Regions from separate parts of the Sus scrofa genome. Here regions 1 and 2 are each linked to region 3. The links are chromatin contacts, called in public HiChIP or PLAC-seq and promoter capture Hi-C maps. All regions are on one chromosome and are shown on one strand. Each heading gives the region's core, a stretch centred on a gene start, on an enhancer-like site or on the middle of the called end of the contact. The rest is flanking DNA. Distances are from core to core; before and after follow the strand shown.

Region 1 (3,883 bases), core at 1,306-3,805, 200 kb after region 3:
TCCAGACACCTATGTGAGTGCCCCACAATAGTTGAGATGTACACAGAAGTTATGCATGGAGTCTACCTCTTGTGGGTGGAGAACACTGGGTTGACCCTGTCATTTTGCAGATGAAGGAACTGAGGCCCTGAAAGGTTAGTGGCTAGAGTTATTTCACACTATACCTTAATACAGATTTTGTTTTATTTTTGTATGTATTTATATGTGTGTATATATATACATTCACTTAAGTATGTTAATTTTATGCACTCCTAAATGTCATGTGGTCTTCAGTAACTTTGTTTTTACACAAGGAAAATAAGTTCCAAATGAGATGGGGGGGGAGGCACAGATGGTTCAGGCAGGAAATGCTATAAAATTTGGTTGTGATGACTGTTGTACACCTATGAAAATGTAATAGCATTGAGCTGCTCTTTAGGAATGAGGTCCTCAAATGTGAGATGAGAGCTGGCTCGGGGGACCTGGGAGGTCCTTTCCATCTTCGGAAGTCTGAGCTTTCAGACACAGGAACTCCTAGGTTGACTGGTTCCCTGAGGATTCCATCAAGTTCTTCCTTTATAGTCTCTTCCTCAAAAAATAACCCACACCCTGTGGTCAGGGGGGTCAGTTCCAAATCCTCAGCTGTCCTTGTGACAAGGAGTGAGGAGAGTGCCTTCTTCTGGCTTCACCTCCTCTGTCCTTGCATCCTGCCCTCAGTGCACTCCCCTCCATAGAACAGGGGAGTAGAAGGTCTCCCAGGTACTCAGGACAAGGTTTCCTGGCTCTCTTGCCCATTGGGTCTTTGCCACAACTTTGGATTTTCCACGATTTGTATTTTTATTAGGAAATGTACTGTTTTTTGTTTTTTTTTTTTTGGTCTTTTCTACAGCCATATGGGTAGCATATGGAGGTTCCCACGCCAAAGGTTGAATTGGAGCCATGGCTGCCAGGCCACAGCAGCACCAGATCTGAGCTGTGTCTGTGACCCACACCACAGCTCATGGCAATGCTGGATCCTCAACCCACTTAGCAAGGCCAGAGATTGAACCTGTGTTCTCATGGACACTTGTCGGGTTTGTTAGCCACTGAGCCACGACTGGGACTCCTTGTACTGATTTTTAAATGTGGCAAATTAACTCAGTTTAAAGAAGCCCCCCAAGCCTTGTAGGCCAAATTCACCTTTCACTGTTCCTTGACCCAGGTCCAGATCAGCTTTCTGTAGCCCTGGGAGAGCAAGAGAGGGTTTCAGGATGTGCCCATAAGCCTCTCTGATCCCCAGTTGGCCTCGTCCTCACCTGTGTCTTGGGTGGGGTGGGGTCTGTGGGCAAATGTGATTGTGTAGTTGGAGCCCAGCAGTGGTGCCTTTGCCCAACTTTGTCCCATCTCCTGGGGCCTCAGGGCTTAATCTAGAAACACCTGAGGCAGGACAGCTTTGTTCCACACACTGAGCACCTGCTCCCTTCCAGTCCCTGTTCTAGGCACGGCCAAGCCCCTGCCCTGGTGGAGCTGACCTGCATGCCTGTGTGTGCAGGAGAGTCAAATTGTGTCCAGGTAATGCAGGTGGCTGCTTCTAGAACAAGGGGGGGAGGAGAACAAGGGGAAGCCAGAGGCCCTAAGGTGAGAGGGAGTTGTCAACAGTGATGGGAGCCAGGGATTAGATGGTGATAGGCCTCAAGAAGGAGACAGTGCTGATAAGGGAGCAGAGGCCAAGCCCACAGCTCCAAAGCCCAGATGCAGGCCCAGAGGAGCTGTGTCCCCTTTACCTTTCCCTCAGGGTTTGTTCCTTCTCTTGCTCCCTCATATCTCTGGACATTTAGCCCTTTTGACGCTTTCCTATAATTCCTTTGTGTTTCTCTCACACACACACCAAACCTCTTGAGTTCTTGAGGGCAGAAAGTCTGATGTTTCACTTTGAGGTGTCCCCACATTGCCGTATAATAAAAGGCTTTCCATACACCAATGTGTTACATTTAAGTAAGGATGGCAGGGCCTGAAGCCACTGCCTCACTTCTCACACCTTTTTTTCCCTCTTCTGTGAAATGGGGACAATCACGGCTTGTGTAGAGGAAGGAAAGACATAACGGCTGTAAAAATCCGAAGCCCAGATAACCTGGACCTTGGGAGGTTCCTACATTTCCCCCAGGTTTTCAAGAGGTTTCTTCTGCTCTGAGCAGGGTGCCTTCAGAGCTACGGGGAGAAGGTCTGGCTCTCCTCCCTCCTGCCACCCCTAGGGCCTTGGTTTCCCCCTCTCAGGGGACCTGTTTGAGGATGAGGGGCCGCCAACACCCTCCGTGAGGCTGGGGCCAGAGGCACAGGCTGCCACAAATGTCTCATTGGTTGTGCTGGTCCCTTCAGCCCAAATTCTTGTTGCTGTCACTTCTCACTTCATCGAAGCCATTTTTCAGTCTGTAGGATGCTCCTGCTCTGGGTGTGTCGTGCCAGCCCCTGCTCCCACCCCACAACCCCGGGGGCTTCCAAGCCCCAACCCTGGGTCTGAGTCCCAACAAAGGCAGGCCCCGGGGGAACAGCAGCCACCAAATCAGAGATAGGGCTTTCCGGGAGCGGCAGGCGGAGCCCCTGTGAGATGGTAGTAGGTGGCCAGAAATCTGGAGCCCCTCACTGGCGTCTGGGTTTCCCCCAGAACCAGCTCCCACTGGAGACGGAGAGAGGGGCGTCGTCTCGGCTACCTCCCCGCTTCCCCGTACTCTTTTTTTTCCCAAGCTGTGGGAGCCAAAGGGTTAAATCCCATAGAGCTGATGCTCTGACTCCAGGCTAGAGGGGCCCGGGAAGCTGGGGTCACTTCCTGCTCCGTCCCAGTCACCCTGAACTGGTCCCCGGGTCCTCAGCCTGGGATCACCCCTTGAGAAGGACCCCAGAGTCCTCGGCATCTAGCCCGCCCCCCAAGGCAGGGCATTCAAGGGGTTAAGTCCCCTGGGGCTGGATTTTGCCTTGCGGCCTCTCCCAGACCCCAGAGCCGTGAGTTGGGGACGCCAGGGTTCCCGGGGGGTGGCCCGCAGGGCCCGGGACGGCCGCCGGGGAACAATGGGGCGCGGGAGGCGGGGCGGGCCCGGGCCTGAGCCCCCTCCCCCGCCCCCGGGCCGCCCGAGGCAGGGGTGGGGGCCGGGCAGGGGCCGCGAGGGCCGAGGATTCTGGGAAGAGCGCGAGGGTCTGGCTGTGGGGGAGGGGAGGGCGTGAGGATTCTGGGAAGAGGGAATTCGGCCGCCCGGGCCGGGGGCTGGGGCGCCGCGGGCGAGCCGGGAATCCTGGGTGCCCTGGGCGGGGGAGGGGAGGGGAGGATGCCGGGCGGGGGCTGGGGCTTGGGCGCCGGAAGGAGGGTCGCGGGCACCGGCTGGAGCAGAAGTCCAGGGTCCCGGCCGGTGCGGGCGCGGGGGGGCCGAGGCCAGGGCGGCTGCATTCCCGCAGCTGCCTCCATGTCAGGGTCACCCTGGGCCGCTCTCCACACCTCTCTGGAAAGCAGCCTTCCTCCTCTCCTTTTTTCTCGCTCGCCCTCCCTCCGCCGTGGGACTGGCCTGAGGTCCGAGGAGAGGCCGGTGCAGGCCCCAGCACTTCTTGCCTCGCTCCTTCTCCCCACTTTCATACTCCATGTCGGCCCTGTCATTAACCCGTTCCCTTCTACACTGGACCGCTGAGTTTGAATTTTCCAGACGATCAAGGTACACAAGCTCTTACCTGTCCTCAGCAAACATAGCGGGGGCAGCCGCCCAGCTTGGCAGAGGTCCCTGCTTCCATGTCCCCAAAGACGTTTAGGGCTGGGAGTGGGGGTTCTCACAACGTAAGGAGCTGCAGAGATGAAGCAATTCATTTACTTCCTAAAATCTTAACTCCCATCTCCTCCTGTTATGTGGCAGGGTTCTGCTGGCTCCTGCCTCACTCTGGTTACCAC
Region 2 (4,341 bases), core at 776-3,275, 250 kb after region 3:
ATTTTGGGGGGGCCTCATCCGCAACATGTGGAAGTTTCTGGGCTAGGGATTGAACCCATACCACCAGAGACAACGCAGGATCCTTAACTGGCTGTGCCACAGCAGGAACTCCCAGAATGATCTTTTAAAATGTAACCACACACCTGTATTGAGCACTTACCATGTTCCAACAGTATCATATTAACCCTTTCCATCCTCACAGCAACCTACAAGGCAGGATCTATTTTTATCCCCCATTTACAGTGGAGAAACTGAGGCACAGAAAGGATGTTACTAGGTCCCAAATCACAGAAATGTAAGTCAGATCATGCTAGTACCCTGCTTGAAGATACCAGTGTCACTAGAATAAAATTTAAATTCTTTTTTTTTTTTTATTTTTAATTGGTCTTTTTTTTAGGGCCACATCCACAGTGCATGGAGGCTCCTAGGCTAGGGGTCGAATCAGAGCTCTAACCACCAGCCTACATCACAGTCACAGCAATGCCAGAGCTGAGCCGCGTCTGCGACCTACACCACAGCTCATGGCAATTCCGGATCCTTAACCCACTGAGCGAGGCCAGGGATCGAACCATCGTCCTCATGGATACTAGTCAGATTTGTTTCTGCTGAGCCAGGATGGGAACTCCAAAATTTAAATTTTTTATCTTGGCCCAAGGCTCTACACAATCCAACCTCTATTTACCTCTCCAACTTAATTTCCTCCCCCTTTTTCCACTCACACCATATTCTAGCCACTATGATCTTCTATCTGTGTTGTGAATAGGCCCTTTTCTTGCCATTCCCTCTGTCTGGAATATATCCTGCCTCAGTTCATGATTTGTTCATTCTCATGCTCTAAGTCTCAGCTCCATTAATTACTCTTGTTCCATCACCCTCTTCATTTTCTCCCTAGCACTGACACTGAACTTTAACTTGTTTTCCTGTTTACTGTCTTTCTCTACCGCTAGAATAGAAACTCCAGGAGAACAGAAACCTTGTAAGATAGATCTTACATCTCCAGTGCCTAGCACAGTGCACCCAGCACATTGTATGTGCCTAGAAAACCCTCATGTATAAATGTATCTGCCACTGCCTCTACAAGTGGGGCTTTCCTTCTATTTGTTGTGTGCTGAACTCCTGTTCATCCTTCAAGACCCAAATATCACCCCTTCTGGGAAGCTGTGGTTTTCTGAGACCCCGCAGCACTTTCTACATAGCCTGATACTTTTTCATATATCTTTTAGTCACTTCACTTGGAGTACCTCCAGAGCATAAACATCTGTTCCATGCTCCCTGTGTTCACCTTTGTGCCTGGCACAGGAGGTGCCTGAATTGTTCGTCGAATACATAAATGAATGAATTTGTGGAAAAATGGGGATTAACCCAGAACAAATGAGTCTAGTCACTAAACGTTCCTCTGCTCCCCACTAACCCTTCCCATTTAGAACTCTCAGCCCTCAGAGGGAACTGTGTATCCTGGCTAGGACCTGACCTCTCAAGACCTCCATTTCACTGGGCGCGGCCTCACCTGCCAATGACGTCCTTAGGGTCGTACTTCTGGTAAAACTCCTTGGCCGCAGCCCAGTCGGGCAGCTCATCCTCTGGTCCCACGTCCAGCGTCATTCTGAAGGAGGGGGGCGCCTGTGTGGAGGAAACGGAGGGCAGTGAGGCCCACAGGCTCTGAGAGGACGCACATCGCGGCTCACGGGGGCGCAGCCCTTGCGGCTGGGGAGCCAGGATCCTGAGGGATGGGGGACGGGGTGGGGGAAGGATCGGGACTGGGGAGACCCCACGAAAGGGCCTTTAGGGGTCGGGACAGGGTGGCAAGGCAAGGAGGGGGCAGGGGGGGAAGGGAAAAGGTGCGGTGGAAGGGGGGAAGGGGCACTCGGGCCGGTGGCTGTTGCTGCGCAGGCGCACTTGGGCAGGCGCCGGGACGGGGCGCGGGGTCTCGCGGGGACATACCCGCCGGGCGGGGAGAAGAGCAAGAGTAGAGTCAAAGCAGCTCAGTCGCGGGGTTCTGCTCTAGTCCCTTACCCGAGACGGTACCGGCAAAAACCTCAGGCCCCGCCCCCATCCTGTCCACCAATGGCCAGCGCCACCTGAAAACTGAAGTTCAAAGACCCCTCCGATTGAAAGCTGATAGTCCAATAAGAAGCCGAGAATCTCTGGGCTGGCGCGGGAGTGGAAGCTTGGAGTTACCAATGGTTGCGACGCTAGGGCGGGGCTTCAGATACGACCCATCAGCATACGGCATCCGCGAGGTCAGCAGGGGAGGAGCTTGTTGACCTGCGGAGCTGGGGCCTTGGAGCGGGACCCGGAAGTTAGGTTTACCGGGAAGTGTAACCTCCGCGTACCCGGGACGCGGGGCTTAATGCGCCTCTGACTCTCGTTTTTGGGCATGGCACTTTCAGTCTCCCAGAATCTCTATGTGAATTCGACTTTTAAAAACATTAGCAGCTGATCCAAAGCTCTTACCTTGAGAGGCAGCCTCCAGCCTTTAAAACGCTCGGGGCTCGCAGCTTGCAGCTCAACTTGGCCACTTTGGTTCGAACTTGAATGAGCTGTGGCCAGTCAGCCACTAGAGACTCTCTCGTCTTGTGGCTGCTCCAAACCTTGGATACCTCCAAAGCCATAGTGCCCACACCTGGGGTTATACATCTTCCCAGTCTTCCGCCACCCGCTCCCAAAAGCCTTGGATGGTGTCACACTCTGCTCTAAGCCTACCAAGTTGTGAGATTCTTGCAGGAGCGACTGACTTCATAGATATTAGTGCATAGCTCAACCCTGACATTCATTTACTCATTCAACAAATATTTGTTGAGCGTCTCAGCGTTAGATTAACAGCAATGAAAGAAAGAAAGAAAGAAAGAAAAAAAAAAAGTCCTTACCCTTGTGGAAGTTATGTTCCTGAGAAAGAGGCAGAGAATGAATTCTTTTAACCTAACAACTATCTTAGAAATGTCACTTTGGGATCACAAACGTGGAAGAAGTTAAAAAATGAATACAAGTAACTTTTTAAGAGTATTTTGACCTTACACCATATTTGGTAGACCGGCTTGGTAGTATAATGGAATAATTATTTTGAAACTGAACAAATGAATAAACATATTGATGTATTTGGCAGTCAGGGTTCTTACTGTAGGAATATAGAATTTGGAATGGGGAACAGAAAGGACCTTATGACTGATTGAAATTGGAGGCATAATTTTAGGAATAATTTTTAAAATAGATAAAATTAGGTATTTTCTAGCTCTCACCTCTAAAAGGGCCTAGCAGCAAAAACATCCCCATTAGAGTGAGCACAGCTAGTGTCTAGATGCTGATTTCAAAGTAACCTTCCTCAAAAGAAACCAGAGCTCCTTGGGAGACTCAGCCTAATTCCCAGGCTGGAGACTTTCTCTGTACTTTCTTGTACAAGATGAACCTGGAATAATTTGTGCCAGAAAGTGAAGAAAGATGGGGACTTAGACACAAGAACCAGGTTGAAATCAGGGACAAAAAGAATGATGAGACTGAGAGGGTCATGAGTGAACCTTCTGATGTGCTAGAAATGTTCCATTCACCTAGGAGGTGATTACACAGGTGTGTTCATGTAACATTCACCAGTCAGCACACCTAAGATCTGTGTACTTTACTGTAGATAAATTATACTTCAACAAAACAGTTTAAGAAAGCTAATGGCAGCAATGAATATAACAAAATGAATTTTAAAACTCTGAGACCAAAGACAAACAAAAACTCTGAGACCACGCTGACACTAAAATTGTAAATAAATAAATGGAGAAAAAGACGTTCTTTATAGTGGAATGCCAGATAATAAATGCAGAAATAAAGTTAAAACATCAACATTTTGTAAGCCTCATAATAACTGACTTGGGCAAAATAGGCTTAAAATTACTGGTGAAAATTTGCTGGGGAACAGGATATTTATATAGACTTTTTTTTTTTTTTTTTTTTTGCTTTTTAGGCCCGCACCTGAGGCATATGGATGGAAGTTCGAAGGCTAAGGGTCAAATCAGAGCTGTAACTGCTGGTCTACACCACAGGCACAGCAACTCGGGATCCGAGCCACGTCTTCTATCTACACCACAGCTCACAGCAACACTGGATCCTTAACCCACTGAATGAAGCCAGGGATGGAACCCAAGTCCTCATGGATACTAATTGGGTTTGTTATCACTAAACCACAATGGAAAATCCTATACTATTCTTTTATTGTTTTATAGATCTGAATTTGTTCTGTTTGTTTGTTTTGTTGTCTTTTTGCCATTTTTCTTGGGCCGCTCCAGTGGCATATGGAGGTTCCCAGGTTAGGGGTCCAATAGGAGCTGTAGCCACCGGCCTACACCAGAGCTACAGCAA
Region 3 (3,933 bases), core at 973-3,472:
TTCGACCCCTGGCCTCGCTCAGTGGGTTAAGGATCCAGCATTGCCGTGAGCTGTGGTGTAGGTCGCAGACGAGGCTCAGATCCCGTGCTGCTGTGGCTGTGGTGTAAGCCGGTGGCTATAGCTTCAATTGGCCCCCTAGTCTGGGAACCTCCATATGCTGCGAGTGCAGCCCTAAAAGATAAAAAAAAAAAAAAAAAAAAAAAGACCAACCCCCCCGCCCCAAAACAGAAGGCAGGCCTAAATTAACTTTGCCTCTTGGTTCTATAAGCACCAAGTTCATCAGAGGGCATGGAGAAGTCCCCGAAGCCACCATGCCCAGAGACCTGCTTTCTACTGGATCTGTTATTTCAGAAGCACCATCATACAAGTTCCCCAGACATGGCTGCTTCCCTAGGCCTAACTCATTTAGTTAGATGAGGAATCTACCATCTAAATAAATGCAGTTTACCTCTGTCAAAAACCTACTATCCTGTCTGGAGATCAAATCCAAAAAGTCTTTACTGGCCCTAATCCTCTCCTCTCTCTAATTCTGAAACAAACAACCTGTCTTCCATGACATCTTAAAGGGAAGATGTACCTTCCCTAGGACCTTCAGTAAGATAAGTCCAATCCTCTCTCCTGCACCTGTCAGCTAACCAGAGTAGCTGAGAGGCCCTGGGAAAGTAGCTTCTTTCTTCACTTGGCAGCTGAGGACTTGAGAGGTGAGGGTAGAGGCCCTCTTGAGAGAAAGGGCTGAGAAAGGTGCTCCCCCATCTCCCCTGTTCCCTTCAGGGTCATGAAGTCTCCTTTATGAATTTCAAACTATCTTCCATCTCGGAAATACCATCTCATTTCTGATTCTTCACCCCCTACCTTTTTTCTTTCCCATGCCTCCTCACTTTACACTCCAGCATCCCTTCTGATTTTTTCTTCTATCTTCTCTCATAATACTGATGACAAGAGCAACCCCTGCTACCTAAGTATTACCATGTGCCAGGCACTGTGCTAAGTAAAGAACAGGTGTGGTGTCACTTAGCCTTCACAACACACTGCAATGCCTGTTACCTCAGTTTACACACTGGCCAACCCACTATTCTGGCAAGCTTCTTTCCAAAGCCCTTGCTCTCTCCATAGCAGGCCCCATGCCTCCTACATCACTTTGGCCTTCTCTGACCCTTCACTCCCACGGGACCCTAATATAACTCCTATCTCTGACTCTAAACCCCTTACTGAACCTGCTCCCCAAATCCTCACCTCACCAAGCCCCTTCGCTCAAGAGTCTCTTCTCGTCATCAACCACCAGTGAGGTCCTAACCTCACTCATCTCCTAGGCCAGTTTTCTCCTAGGACCCCTACCTCGCACCGGTGACCCCTTCTCGTTCCCGCCGCGGGTGCGTCCGTTGGGGACGGCGAACGGGAGCGCGCCTGCGCACTGGGACCCTCACCCTAACTGCAGCCGCGCGCCCCAAGGGGTGGCTGTTGGGGGGCTCTCGCGCTCCCACACACGCACACTCCACCAGGGCTCCTGGGAAGTGGGAGGGGAGGGAAAGAGGGAAAGGAGAGGGGGAGAAGGAAGGAAGTAGAGGAAAGAGGGCGCAGCTGGCACGAGCCAGCAGTCTACCCTCACCTCCTCGGACACTTCCTATTGTTATTAGGAAACAGGAAGTGTCCTGGCGGCAAAAGCTTCCCCGCGAAACTTCCGCCCTGAGAATACTTCTGTCCCGCCTCCAAGCAGCCACATTTCCGGTGCTAGGAGAGACACAGCTTACCCGACTCTGACCCCGCCCACGTAGGTCAAAAGCTGCGTTGTTCTGCACTAACCTTAGCCACACTTCCGGGAAGAGCCGCTAAAATCGTTCCGGTGCATGTTGGCTGAGCGCAGAGGAGGGGAAAAAAAGGGTTGGTTCTGCAGCCCTGGCCTCAGTATTTTGGCGACACTTTTCGGGGGGCTCCCTGAAGAACTTCCCAAGACAGATGGAGGGAGCTTCATTCACTCCTTGTTATTAAGGGAAATTTTGTGGAATGAATATAAGCGGACTTAGGTACTCCAAGTCTTGAGCATGGCCTTTCTGTCCTCCCACCTTCTAGTTCACGGTGACCTTTCCCCAGGCTAGCAATAGCCAGTGCACCCGCAAACCTACTCCGGTGTTCCCTGTCATTAGCACCCACAGAGACCCCTTGCAAAGGGTTTCTCCTCCACCTTCGGTTGGGGGTGCGCCGGTACACTTTGTGTTCCTCCCTAGGGAGGAAAGCTCCCTTCCACTTCCGCTCGTTGGCTCCGCCTCCTCCCACCCCCACCCGCTGGGTCCTAGCGCCTGCCCCTCCCTGGCTGTGTCCCGGGCTCTGTCGGTGCGAGGAGCTGCCGCTGGCGCCACGGAGCCGGCCCGAGTCTTCTCAGGTAGGAAACGCCGGCAGGAGTCCTCAAGGGCCCCCAGGCGGCCCCAGAGCGGACGCGATCCGAGCGGGCCTCAGTTTCCCTGTGGGTGCCGAGGGCGGATGGGGTTAGCCTGGCGCGAGCAGCGCGGGCGGGGCGGGAGGAGTGCGGCCCCGGGAGGGCGCGGGCGGGCTCCGGGCCCAGCGGGTCCTAGAACCCGCCGGCTGTCCCGGCGGGCCGGCTGCAGCGGACGCCTGGTCTCGGCCGGCACGGCTGCCCGCCTTGCATGGTGCGGGCCCGAGGGTCCTAGAGCCCGCCATGTTGCGGGCTTTTGTCCCAGGCGCGCGGCCGGCCTTGCACGGTTCTCTGGTGCCGGCGGCCCCCTCCCCGGTCGAGGTCTCGGCCGCCCCTCCCGCGGTCCTAGAGAACGCCATCTTGCAGGCCTTTGTCCAGAGCCTGGCCTTCGGTCCATTCATTTGTTCATTCTCTCATTCATCGTTCCTTTCTTCTTGCCACATTATCCGATGCCACGTTTTCCCAGGGCTTTTTCTGCGAAGAGTCAGCCCAGGGCCCTGCCCTGCGGGGCTCTCTGCCTGGAGGGATGCGGACACATAGATGGTTGCAGGGAGCTGGAAGCGCAGGGATTTCGCAGATCTTGGCTCTAACGCCCTTCAAACTCCCACGTGCCTCAGAGACCCCACTTTTCTGATGAGAAAACTGAGGCCCAGAGTGTAGTGGTGCCCTTACCTCTACTACCTATTAATTATTCCTGGGGGCACTGGGGAAGCAGGTATTTGAAGGATGCAACAGTTTTCCAACAGGAGAAGGCAGAGGGAACTGCGTACGGGGATGTATTTAGGTGGGGAAGTTTGAGAATTGCGGCTGGAGCTATGGTGCGGAGGGGCACAGTGCCTCTGGAGGTGAGGCTGAAAAAAGTGGGTTGGGATTAGGTTATGGGCTAACCAGATTGCATGGATGTTCAGGAGATGACTAGCTCGCCTCTCTGCATGGTTCACAGTTCCCCATCTGCTATCTCACCGGATCTCCCGTGGCCTGTGAGGCCTACCGGTGACTACTTGTTTACATGTGGGGAGACTGAGATGGAGAGAGGATAAAAAGTGGGCTCTTCACTTCATCCCTGCCTGCAGGGTTCTAGCCTAAACCCTTTGGGAATTAAATCTGCATTCCTGGCATTTAGAGCCTATTCTAGCAGCAGGATGGCATCCCCCACCTAAATCCAGTAGTAAACAAAGACAGGGCTCCCTCACCAGAGCAATGAATCGACTGTGGGGTGGGGTGGGGTGGGGGGAGAAAGAGCTGGGATCTCGTTTTTTTTGTTTGTTTGTTTGTTTTTGTTTTTTTGTCTTTTGTCTTTTTAGGTCCACACCCTCACCATATGAAGGTTCCCAGGCTAGGGGTCTAATGGAGCACTAGCTGCCTGCCTGCACTGGAACTTGTGAACTTGGAAAGGCAGAGAAATTCGGTTGATAAAACTGACGTTTTTACAGACTCCTACTGTGGGGGAGGCAGAGTCTTTAGACCTGGATTCAGATACTGTCTCAGAGGTTGATCTGTTCAGT

What was found. Promoter capture Hi-C pulls out the DNA fragments that hold promoters and counts their contacts. HiChIP or PLAC-seq counts read pairs in DNA pulled down with a chosen protein or histone mark.
Region 1: a contact with region 3 is called in a promoter capture Hi-C map of liver, with 5 times the contacts expected there. The contact joins the promoter of ZNF629 here to the promoter of ZNF646 in region 3. A contact is called at or near these places in 1 of 5 promoter capture datasets (liver) and 1 of 2 datasets of contacts at active chromatin or transcription factors (alveolar macrophages).
Region 2: a contact with region 3 is called in an H3K27ac HiChIP or PLAC-seq map of alveolar macrophages. The contact joins the promoter of PHKG2 here to the promoter of ZNF646 in region 3. A contact is called at or near these places in 1 of 5 promoter capture datasets (fetal liver) and 1 of 2 datasets of contacts at active chromatin or transcription factors (alveolar macrophages).

What each region holds. Positions count from the first base shown.
Region 1 is chr3:17,607,545-17,611,427 of Sscrofa11.1, forward strand. ZNF629 (zinc finger protein 629) reads left to right here and starts at 2,556. Exons shown (of 3, transcript XM_005653002.3): 1 at 2,556-2,955.
Region 2 is chr3:17,654,616-17,658,956 of Sscrofa11.1, forward strand. It overlaps PHKG2 (phosphorylase kinase catalytic subunit gamma 2), which reads right to left and starts at 2,026. Exons shown (of 10, transcript NM_001166317.2): 1 at 1,942-2,026; 2 at 1,508-1,620. The coding sequence starts at 1,602.
Region 3 is chr3:17,404,408-17,408,340 of Sscrofa11.1, forward strand. ZNF646 (zinc finger protein 646) reads right to left here and starts at 2,223. Exons shown (of 3, transcript XM_021086398.1): 1 at 1,801-2,223. ZNF668 (zinc finger protein 668) reads left to right here and starts at 1,856. Exons shown (of 4, transcript XM_013987708.2): 1 at 1,856-2,377.